Regions from separate parts of the Mus musculus genome. Here region 2 is linked to region 1. The links are chromatin contacts, called in public ChIA-PET maps. All regions are on one chromosome and are shown on one strand. Each heading gives the region's core, a stretch centred on a gene start, on an enhancer-like site or on the middle of the called end of the contact. The rest is flanking DNA. Distances are from core to core; before and after follow the strand shown. Region 1 overlaps Clec2l (C-type lectin domain family 2, member L). Region 2 overlaps Hipk2 (homeodomain interacting protein kinase 2).

Region 1 (4,481 bases), core at 222-2,721:
ACTCTAGCGGAGAATCCTAGCATAGACCCCTGGAAGAACTCAGTGTACTCCCCTGAAGGAACCTAGTATAGACCCCAGCAGAACTCAGCATAGACTCCCCTGAGAGATGTGACTTAGTCCCTGAGAGGAACCCAGCATAGTCTGGAGAAACCCAGTGTAGACTTCCGATGGAGCCCAGCATAGGCTCCTAATGGAATTGAGTATAGATCCCTGGAGGAGCTTAATGAAGACTCTTAGAGAAGCCTTCTAGGCCTCTAGTGGGTCCCAGCATAGGAGGAATACAGTGTAAACCCTGGTGGAGCCCCAAATAGGTGTCAAGCTGAATCCATTGTAGCCTCCTAGAAGATCCTAGTGAGGACCCCATTGGTCGATTTCTGGAAGAAATAAGTGTAGACCCCTGGAGGAAAGTACTGTTGGATCCTGATATAGCCCAGTGTAGCGTGCAGAGGAACCCAGCATAGGCCCCAGAGGAGCTTAGTGTTGACCTCTGCTGTGCTCCTACAGTGAACTCAGGCTCCAGTGAACTCCTGAGTCCCCCTGCCTTAGTGTGAACAATACAAGCACCTCCAGGAATCAGAATAAGCATTTTGAAAGAAGCTCGGACTCTGTGGGGGAGGACAGACATTCTTCCCTCTCCTCCTGTCAAATAACTCTCGGCAGTATGTTCAGAAAAAAGCACTACGCCATTACAACAAGAACAGATTGCTTTAAGAGAGGACAGCCATGGCACAGCTAGAGTGAGCCCCAGACGCCTCAAATTATCTTATAGAAAAGAAAATCCCGGTAAGAGAGTAAGAGGGTGGAACTGAAGAAATCTTCCCAGGAATAAGCCAAAGAGGTAAAGAGACAAGAAGGAGGGAGGGGGAAAGAGGGGAAGAAGAGAGGAAGAGGAGGAGGGAAAAAAGAAAGAGGACGACCAATCCAAGATCTCAAACATTTGAAGACAGATTTTCAGAAGGAAATCGGAGAATGAAAGAGAAGAAATAATAATATAATTAATTTTTCTTTCTGGCACTGAAGGATATGAATGTCCAGGTTGAAGGGGACTATCAGTTGCCCACTAGAGTAGGCAGAAATATCTATGACCAACAACTGTGACATTCGAAATGGAATTCTTGGATAGAAGCAAATTAAGAGGTTGAAAGAAAATGTCTCATGATGAGAACAGAGAACTAGGCCTCCCAAAAGAAGTGTTTGTGTCAAAGTTCTGAAGAATGATTTCCAATCTATAATGCTTAGCCCAGGGTACTATTCATCATGGGGATTAATAAAATTTGTTTGGAGTTATGGCGTGCACGCATGCACACACACACACACACACACACACACACACACACACACACACACACGTGCATGCAGTATCTGCAGAGGCCAGAAGAGGGAGTTGGACCTGGATCTGGAGTTACTGGTGGCTGCGAGTCACCTGACGTGGGTGCTGAAACTGAATTCAAGTCTTCTGTAAGAATAGTTCACACCCTTCACCACACAGTCATCTCTCTGCCCCTGTTGCACTTCCTCTGGGGGCAGGCACTGAGATATTTGCTTTATCAAGACGAAGGAGCAAACTACAAAAGAGCAGACATGGGAGAGGAAGAAGAAGAAACCAACACAGAATCTGGTAGAGAAACTCTCAGGCCACTGGTTCAGGGAGACTCCAGGCAGGCTGGCAGCTGGCGACCTGTCAGACCAGAGCAGGTCAGAAGGGTCCAGATGCCACATCTTCGAGTCAGTTGCTTTGGATTGAATGCAATTTCCTCCCTATATTCATATGCTGATTCATAAGCACCAATGTGAGGCCCACCAATGTACCTGTACATTTAATGGTCAAGACAGTAGAAAATGCCAAGCCAAAAAGTTTATAAGAGGCACCCATACCTCCAAGTACTTTACAGATAACTGTAACAATATGTAGACAGTAATGGGAAAAGGGAAACCAGTGGGTGCTAGCACATGGGAAAACTGCACCCCTGCAGTATTGCTGATAGAAATTGTCTTAGTCAGGGTTTCTATTCCTGCACAAACATCATGACCAAGAAGCAAATTGGAGAGGAAAGGGTTTATTCAGCTTACATTTCCATACTGCTGTTCATCACCAAAGGAAGTCAGAACTGGAACTCAAACAGGTCAGGAAGCTACTGCAGAGGCCATGGAGAGATGTTCTTTACTGGCTTGCTTCCCTGGCTTGCTCAGCCTGCTCTCTTATAGAACCAAGACTACCAGCCCAGAGATGGTCCCACCCATAAGGGGCCTTTCCCCCTTGATCACTAATTGAGGAAATGCCTTACAGCTGGATCTCATGGTGGCATTTCCCCAACTGAAGCTCCTTTCTCTGTGATAACTTTATCTGTGTCAAGTTGATACAAAACTAGCCAGTACAGAAATGTAAAATGTTGCAATCACTGTGGCAAACAGTTTGGTGATTCCTCAAATCTTTTTTTTTAAATTTATTTATTATATGTAAGTACACTGTAGCTGTCTTCAGACACACCAGAAGAGGGAGTCAGATCTCGTTAGGGATGGTTGTGAGCCACCATGTGGTTGCTGGGATTTGAACTCAGGACCTTCGGAAGAGCAGTCGGGTGCTCTTACCCGCTGAGCCATCTCACCAGCCCCGATTCCTCAAATCTTTATACAGAATTACTATGCAGCAGTTCTGCTCTAGGCCTGTACTCCCAAAGAACTGGAAGCCAGGGCTCCAACAGATTTGTCCACCATGTATGTTATTCACCGTCTTCTGGCCCCTGCAGTTACTAACTACACACACACACACACACACACACAGAGAGAGAGAGAGAGAGAGAGAGAGAGAGAGAGAGACAGACAGACAGACAAAGTCTGCCATAACTCCTGGTGAAAACTCTATTTTAGCTCACGGCTCAGGCTCTAGTGCATCATAGCAGGGAAGTCAAGGCCAGAGCTTGAAGCAGCTGATCACATCCACAGTCAAGGGCAGAGAGAAATAGATGCATGCATGTTTACTGCTTAGCGTACCCTCTCCACTCCTGTATGATTGAAGCAGGGCCCGAAGCAGGGAAGAGTGCCACCCACAGGGCAATGGCTCTTCTCCCAGTGATGAGCACAGACATGCCCAACTGGATCTAGACAATCCCTCACTGAAACGCTCTCCCCAGGCGATTTAGCCTGTGTCATGTTAAAGCTGACTGTTGCAGATAGATAGACCATATAATGAGATAATGAACCACAGAAAGGAGAGTGGTTCTGTTACATGCGACGGCATGGATGAGTCATGAAAACATGCTAAGTGAAGTGGGTCTGGTACCAAAGAAGAAATGTGAGATTACACTCGTGAAATCAGCAGGACAGGCAAGTGGGCAGGGACAGAGCAGAGTAATGGTGACGAGGACATGGGCAGGGGAGTTACTGTTTAGTGGGTATGGAGCCTTTGCTTATAGAGGTGAAAGGTTTGCAAACAATAGTGGGGATAGCCTGGCTACTTAATGCTATTCATTGAGCACTTAAAATGGTTAAAATGGCGAATTCAATGATCATAAGATACATACCACAATGCAAATCTACATATCATAATACCGTGGGCCAGCCTGATCTACATAGTGAGTTCCAAGACAGCCAGGGCTATACAGAGAAACCCTGTCTCAAAAAACCACCACCCCCCCAAAAAAAAGAGGCCCTATGTTTTAGTTCTAAAAGGCTTCATTTATTAAGATAAAAAATGTTAGGTCAGTCAGTGGCAGCATATACCTTTAATCCTAGTCTTTGGGTGGCAGAGGAAGGCAGATCCTTATGAGTTCAAGGCCACTCTGGTCCACAGAGTAAGTTCTAGGACAGCTAGGACTCCATAGAGAAACCCTGTCTCAAAAAAAAAAAAAAAAAAAAAAAGATAAAACTGTTAAGTTGAAAGTGGAAATAAAAGTAGATAAAGAGAGCTTGGAGGTGTGGGTGGGTGGCAGTCGTGTAGGGCAGGCGGGATGTCAGGAGGTCTGCGTGGAGGAGGAGGGCCTGGGGAGCAGGGATCCTGTCATAGGGCTAAGGAGCATCTAGGTCAGAAAGCTGTGACTGCCATGGGGGCAGGAGGGATGACAGAACTGGGATCATGGTCCAGAATCGTGGCTCTCAAATGCAGGCATCACCACAGTCACCCTGAGGGCTGATTCCAGCCTGTGCTCAGTTCCACTAAGTTTTTTTCAAATCCTATTTTTAATGATGGTTCTTAAGCACTTTAACCTCCCTTGTAGCCCATCCCCCAGAGGTAGTGGGGGAAGTGGACCTGTTTAGAAAGGTCCTTTGGGGTAACTCATCTGTGGTGTCGGGAAATCAGCAGTTCATTTCACAGGTCAGCAGGCAGTGGCAGCTCAGTCCACTTACAAACACCTCACGGATGCACCAGCAGTTAATAGTGTAATAGAGTCCCATTAGGAACAGTGGTGACACGACCCAAAAGCGACAGCCAGGCCTCATCCTTGGCTCCAGTAATCAGGAGGGACCAGGAAGAATGCCAGGAG
Region 2 (4,409 bases), core at 1,045-3,544, 140 kb after region 1:
TCACTCAGCTTTCTCGCCTGAAGACAAGATTAGAGGGTGCCTGAGCAGCATATCCATATAGTCCCCAAACCAGAAAAGAAACAAGAGGTCTTGGGGCCCGAGCACCAGCTCTAGCTCCTTCAGTAGCACTAGTCAGGCTTTGCCTGTTACCCCTGGGGTAGTCCTCTCCAGCTTTCTACATAGGACAAAGCAGATGCATGATGACTTTGGGAAACTGGCTGGTTAAAGTTTTGGACTACTGACTTCAGGTTTTAACTGAAGTCTGAGCAGCACAGAAGAGTGTGTGTGTGTGTGTGTGTGTGTGTGTGTGTGTGTGTGTGTGTGTGTGTGTGGTGTATATGACTCTCCAGGAGGCTGAAGTTGGGTCCCTGTGATCCAGAGCTCAGAGAAAAGCCGAATGATATGGAGTCAAGACTTGTTAAAAAGGAAGGACTTGTCTGAGGGGGTAACACAGAGCTTGGCCAGCAAGGACGTCTGGTACATAACAGAGAGTTATATTATGGAAGCATAGGAAGCTACTACCATTGCCAGGACCCCACTCCAGTAGCCATCCTTCTCCACAAATGAGTGACAGGGAGTGCTAGCTTCAACCTGCATTATTCATGAATGGAGAGACTTTGGAAATAAAGTGGCTGACCTCCATCAGCCATCAGCCTTCATCATTTCCCTGACTGCCCTGTGCTCCACATGTGGGCCTACCTCTCCGCCTGAGCACCTCTGTAGGCCACCTCAGAACCCAGACCCACACTATTCCTAGAGGAAAGCTATAGGGGTTAAGTGAAGGTAGGTAGATGGATGCATTAGCTTCAAGTCCTCATCTCCCCCACAAAACAGCACAGAACTCCGTTTTGAATTCTTAGTCTACAATATTTTTTTTTTTTTTTTTTTTTTTTTTTTTTTGGTTTTTGGTTTTTCGAAACAGGGTTTCTCTGTATAGCCCTAGCTGTCCTGGAACTCACTCTGTAGACCAGGCTGACCTCGAACTCAGAAATTCACCTGCCTCTGCCTCCCAAGTGCTGGGATCTAAGGCGTGTGCCACCACGCCCGGCTTTAGTCTACAATTCTTAAATCTGCCTACAAAAGCATTTTCCTTAAATCCCTTTCCACTTATGAATACCAGCCATGTGATTGGTGGGGAACACAGTAGCCAATAGCACAGACACAGTGCTGCAGCTCACATGGGGTGTGGATTACACCATCTCAGCTTTGTATACTTTGGCTTCAGTATTCACTGTGCTTAACTGCCTTGTAGCAACCCCCAGGAACACTAAAGCCCATTTAGTCTTCACACACACTCATCTCCAAAGAGTGCAGTCAAGTTAAAGGGACAAAAGCAGCTCTAATCTTAGGGACTCCTGCTTTTTCTATGCTCTGCTCGAGAAGGCTCTGTGCAGCTTCTTACAGGGGATGGAGTCCTATATGCTTCCAGCTTCTAGTTCCTAATAACACTTATGCTGGTCAGCATCATCCTGCTAGCCCTTATTCCTGATTCTTGGACCACCTACCAAAGAGACCACCTGAACACAAACCTCTGTTTGTTTAGGGGTCTGCTAATGGGAACCCAAACAAAGAAAATGGTTCCTTAATGTCACCCTCTCAGCTTTTATCTAGTACCACGGGTACCCCCAAAACACTGATTCCCCTATGAAGCACAAGCTATGCTTGGCTTGTTTGTTCTCAGTTACCCTCCTTGACAACTCCATGTGAGGCAGCAGCTGATGGGGACAGAGAAGAGTTACCATGCACCCTATCTGGCAGAGTGGTGAGCTAGAAGGGACTGAGGGCAGCAGAGACTTGCTGCCGTGGGGTAGACTTGACATAGTGGCCCCAAACACCTGAGAGAATGGGAAAAGTGACTGGAGGGCAGCACAAGCCACTCCTCAGTTTATTCAGAGAGAGGAGTGGGACCAGGGAGCTCATCCCACTTCAGGTTAGAGACCGTCCTTGCATAGCTGAGGGTACTCCTACTCATGTCTTGAAAGGTCAGCACAAAACACAGTGCCTGGCACATACTTGGAAATAAAAAAAATTGCTTGTACAATGCCTGAATGGGAATTATGGCCCCCATCACAGCTGGGGCCATGGAGAGTGACCTGGAGCTATCAACAGGAGATCTCTTATCTACTGAAATTATACTAAAGTCACATACAGTACTATCTCCTCTGCTGGGCATCTGCTTTCTTATTCCTACCTCATTCCAAACATCCTCCTCTGAATCATCCACCCCCTCAGTCTGCCAACCCTCATGACCTCTCCCACCACACTCAACAACTACCTTATAGTCCCACATCCCCACAGCGCCGCCCCCCCCCCCTTGCAGGAGAGGTGTGTGGCTATGAGTCATGTAGGAGCAGCACCAAGCCTTCCCACATGCAAATAAGGTTTCCCCCAAACTCTCAGTCCAAGCCAATTAGAGGTACCTGTTGTAGAACCCTGAATTACCCCCAAAACTGTATATAAATCCATCCAGAGAATTAAAGGTGTTCGAGAACTACTCTGTTGTCTGAGTCCTTTGTTCCAAGAGCTGTAACACTTGGGAAGAGATCGGCTCTCCTGAAGCCTGAGGCTCCGCTGCACTCCTCACTGGATAGTCAGCCTCTCAGCCCAGCCCAACCCAACTCAGTGCAGTTACCAGTGATCTGGAAGGCAGGGCAGAGACTCCACCTCCCTGCCCACACTCGCTTCCCTTCGCCGGAACTCTCCCACTAGGCCTGGGCAGAGATCTCCGTGGAAAGCCTCTGGTGCTCAGGCCCACACCCACCCCTGAGTTTTAGAGATTTAATCACAAGACGTTTAACAAATGGACCCTCAGAGGAGCTACAAATCGCTTATAAGAAAGATCAACAGCTCAAGGCCAGACTGCCACCTGTGACCCCTTCTCTAATCTTGACAGGGGACACTCTTCATACTGTGTGAGATAGATTAAAGCCCAAACCACATGCAGCACATACACAAAGTGTGACCATGACGACAAAGAAGGTAGAAGGAAACTTTAGAAGTGACTGTGATGCACATACAGACTCCAGTCTCACTGGTGGATCTTTATCTACAAACTTTACATCTGACAGCTACAACTTGTCAACAGCCTTCTGAATGTCAATACTGGGTTAAAATGTGTGAAGAGGAAAAGCAGCCAGGCACAGGCCTGTATTTCTACTACTCAGGAGGCTGAAGCCAGAGGATTGTAAGCTTGAGGCTAAGCTAGTCTGGTAGATAGGCCAAACTGAGCCACTTAATGAGACACCATCACAAAATTAGAAGTTGGGGGGATGGGGGTGCTGATTAATAGAATCCTAGGCACCATGCCCAAGGCCCCAAGTCTGATCACCAGAAAAAAAGGAAGGGGGTGGTGCAGGGAGAAGAGGGAGTGAACAGAGAGGAGGAAGAAGAGGAAGAGGAAGAAGAGGAGGGAGAGGAGGAGGAGGAAAAGGAGGGGAAGGAAGAAGAGGAGGAAGAGGAGGAGGAAGAGGAGGAGGAGGAGGAGGAGGAGGAGGAGGAGGAGGAGGAGGAGGAGGAGGAGGAGGAGGAGAGGATTGGCTGTGAAACTTGACCAATGCCTGTTTCTGCTCTCCTCCCAGAACACCTGCCTATTAACCTGGCTTGGCATGGCAGATGTCTCCAGTTTCTAACAAGCATCACGAGAGACTGAGGAGTGGCAGGGTCTCTAGAGCTCATTTTGAAAACTAATCTATAACTTGAGTCCATGAGTGGTTCTATCCCTCCCATCTTTAGGCTTAAAGGCATGCAGCTGGCAGCCCTACAAGGCAGAAAGCTGAGCTGAGTTTCCAGGACACTGACACAACGTCTGTATCTGGGCCCTCAGACCCCACAGACACTTGGAAGGCTTCTGTTTTCTGAGGTGGATGGTCACTTCTGTCTTGAACATATACATGTGTCCTTCCTTAAATGTGTGCTCACCTGCAAGCATTCTCTGGCAATGCACATCAGCATCCCTGCAGAAAGAGTTAATGCCACCCTTTCTCACAAGCACACCCATAACTGCATATTGTGTATGGGCTTCACTGTGCTATGTGTAAGTCAGTACTTATGAGCATGCACAAGCCCTTACTCTCTTGTTTTTGGCAAGGTTGCAGCATAGAGCTACTCAAATACATGCAGGCTACCCTGGAAATTACCAAGTAGTTATGAGCATGAATTAGTAATTCCTGAAAGAAAAGACTAATTTCAAAATGTATACTATATAACCGAAGGTCACAGGGACAATGGAGATTTGAAAAGTTACCAGCCCAGTTAACTTATTGATCACTTTTTTATAGAAACAGAGCAGTGGCTCTGCTTGTTTCCACATGTGTATGAGTTGGCAAATGAGACTGTCAGTAAGCTGGATAGTGTCACATGCTATGCTCCAATGTGAGCCTGCACATACCTCTCCTCCTGCTGTTTTAGTT

What was found. ChIA-PET counts read pairs in DNA pulled down with a chosen protein or histone mark.
Region 2: a contact with region 1 is called in an RNA polymerase II ChIA-PET map of memory CD8 T cells, with 9 read pairs. The contact joins two enhancer-like sites. A contact is called at or near these places in 1 of 39 promoter capture datasets (pre-B cells), 1 of 484 Hi-C or Micro-C datasets (nephron progenitors), 1 of 115 datasets of contacts at active chromatin or transcription factors (memory CD8 T cells) and 2 of 9 other capture datasets (liver and pancreatic islet).

Annotation. Positions count from the first base shown.
Region 1 is chr6:38,668,355-38,672,835 of GRCm38.p6, forward strand. The region is part of intron 1 of Clec2l (C-type lectin domain family 2, member L); the gene reads left to right. Among named protein-coding and RNA genes, the nearest start is that of Clec2l, 7.5 kb to the left of the region's middle. Within about 2 kb of position 1,472, at least 16 of the 459 cell types and tissues checked have an H3K27ac peak or open chromatin away from gene starts, as enhancers often do. A contact at or near this core is called in memory CD8 T cells, where this site is marked.
Region 2 is chr6:38,807,322-38,811,730 of GRCm38.p6, forward strand. All of the region lies in intron 2 of Hipk2 (homeodomain interacting protein kinase 2), which reads right to left. Among named protein-coding and RNA genes, the nearest start is that of Hipk2, 67 kb to the right of the region's middle. Within about 2 kb of position 2,295, at least 127 of the 459 cell types and tissues checked have an H3K27ac peak or open chromatin away from gene starts, as enhancers often do. A contact at or near this core is called in memory CD8 T cells, where this site is marked.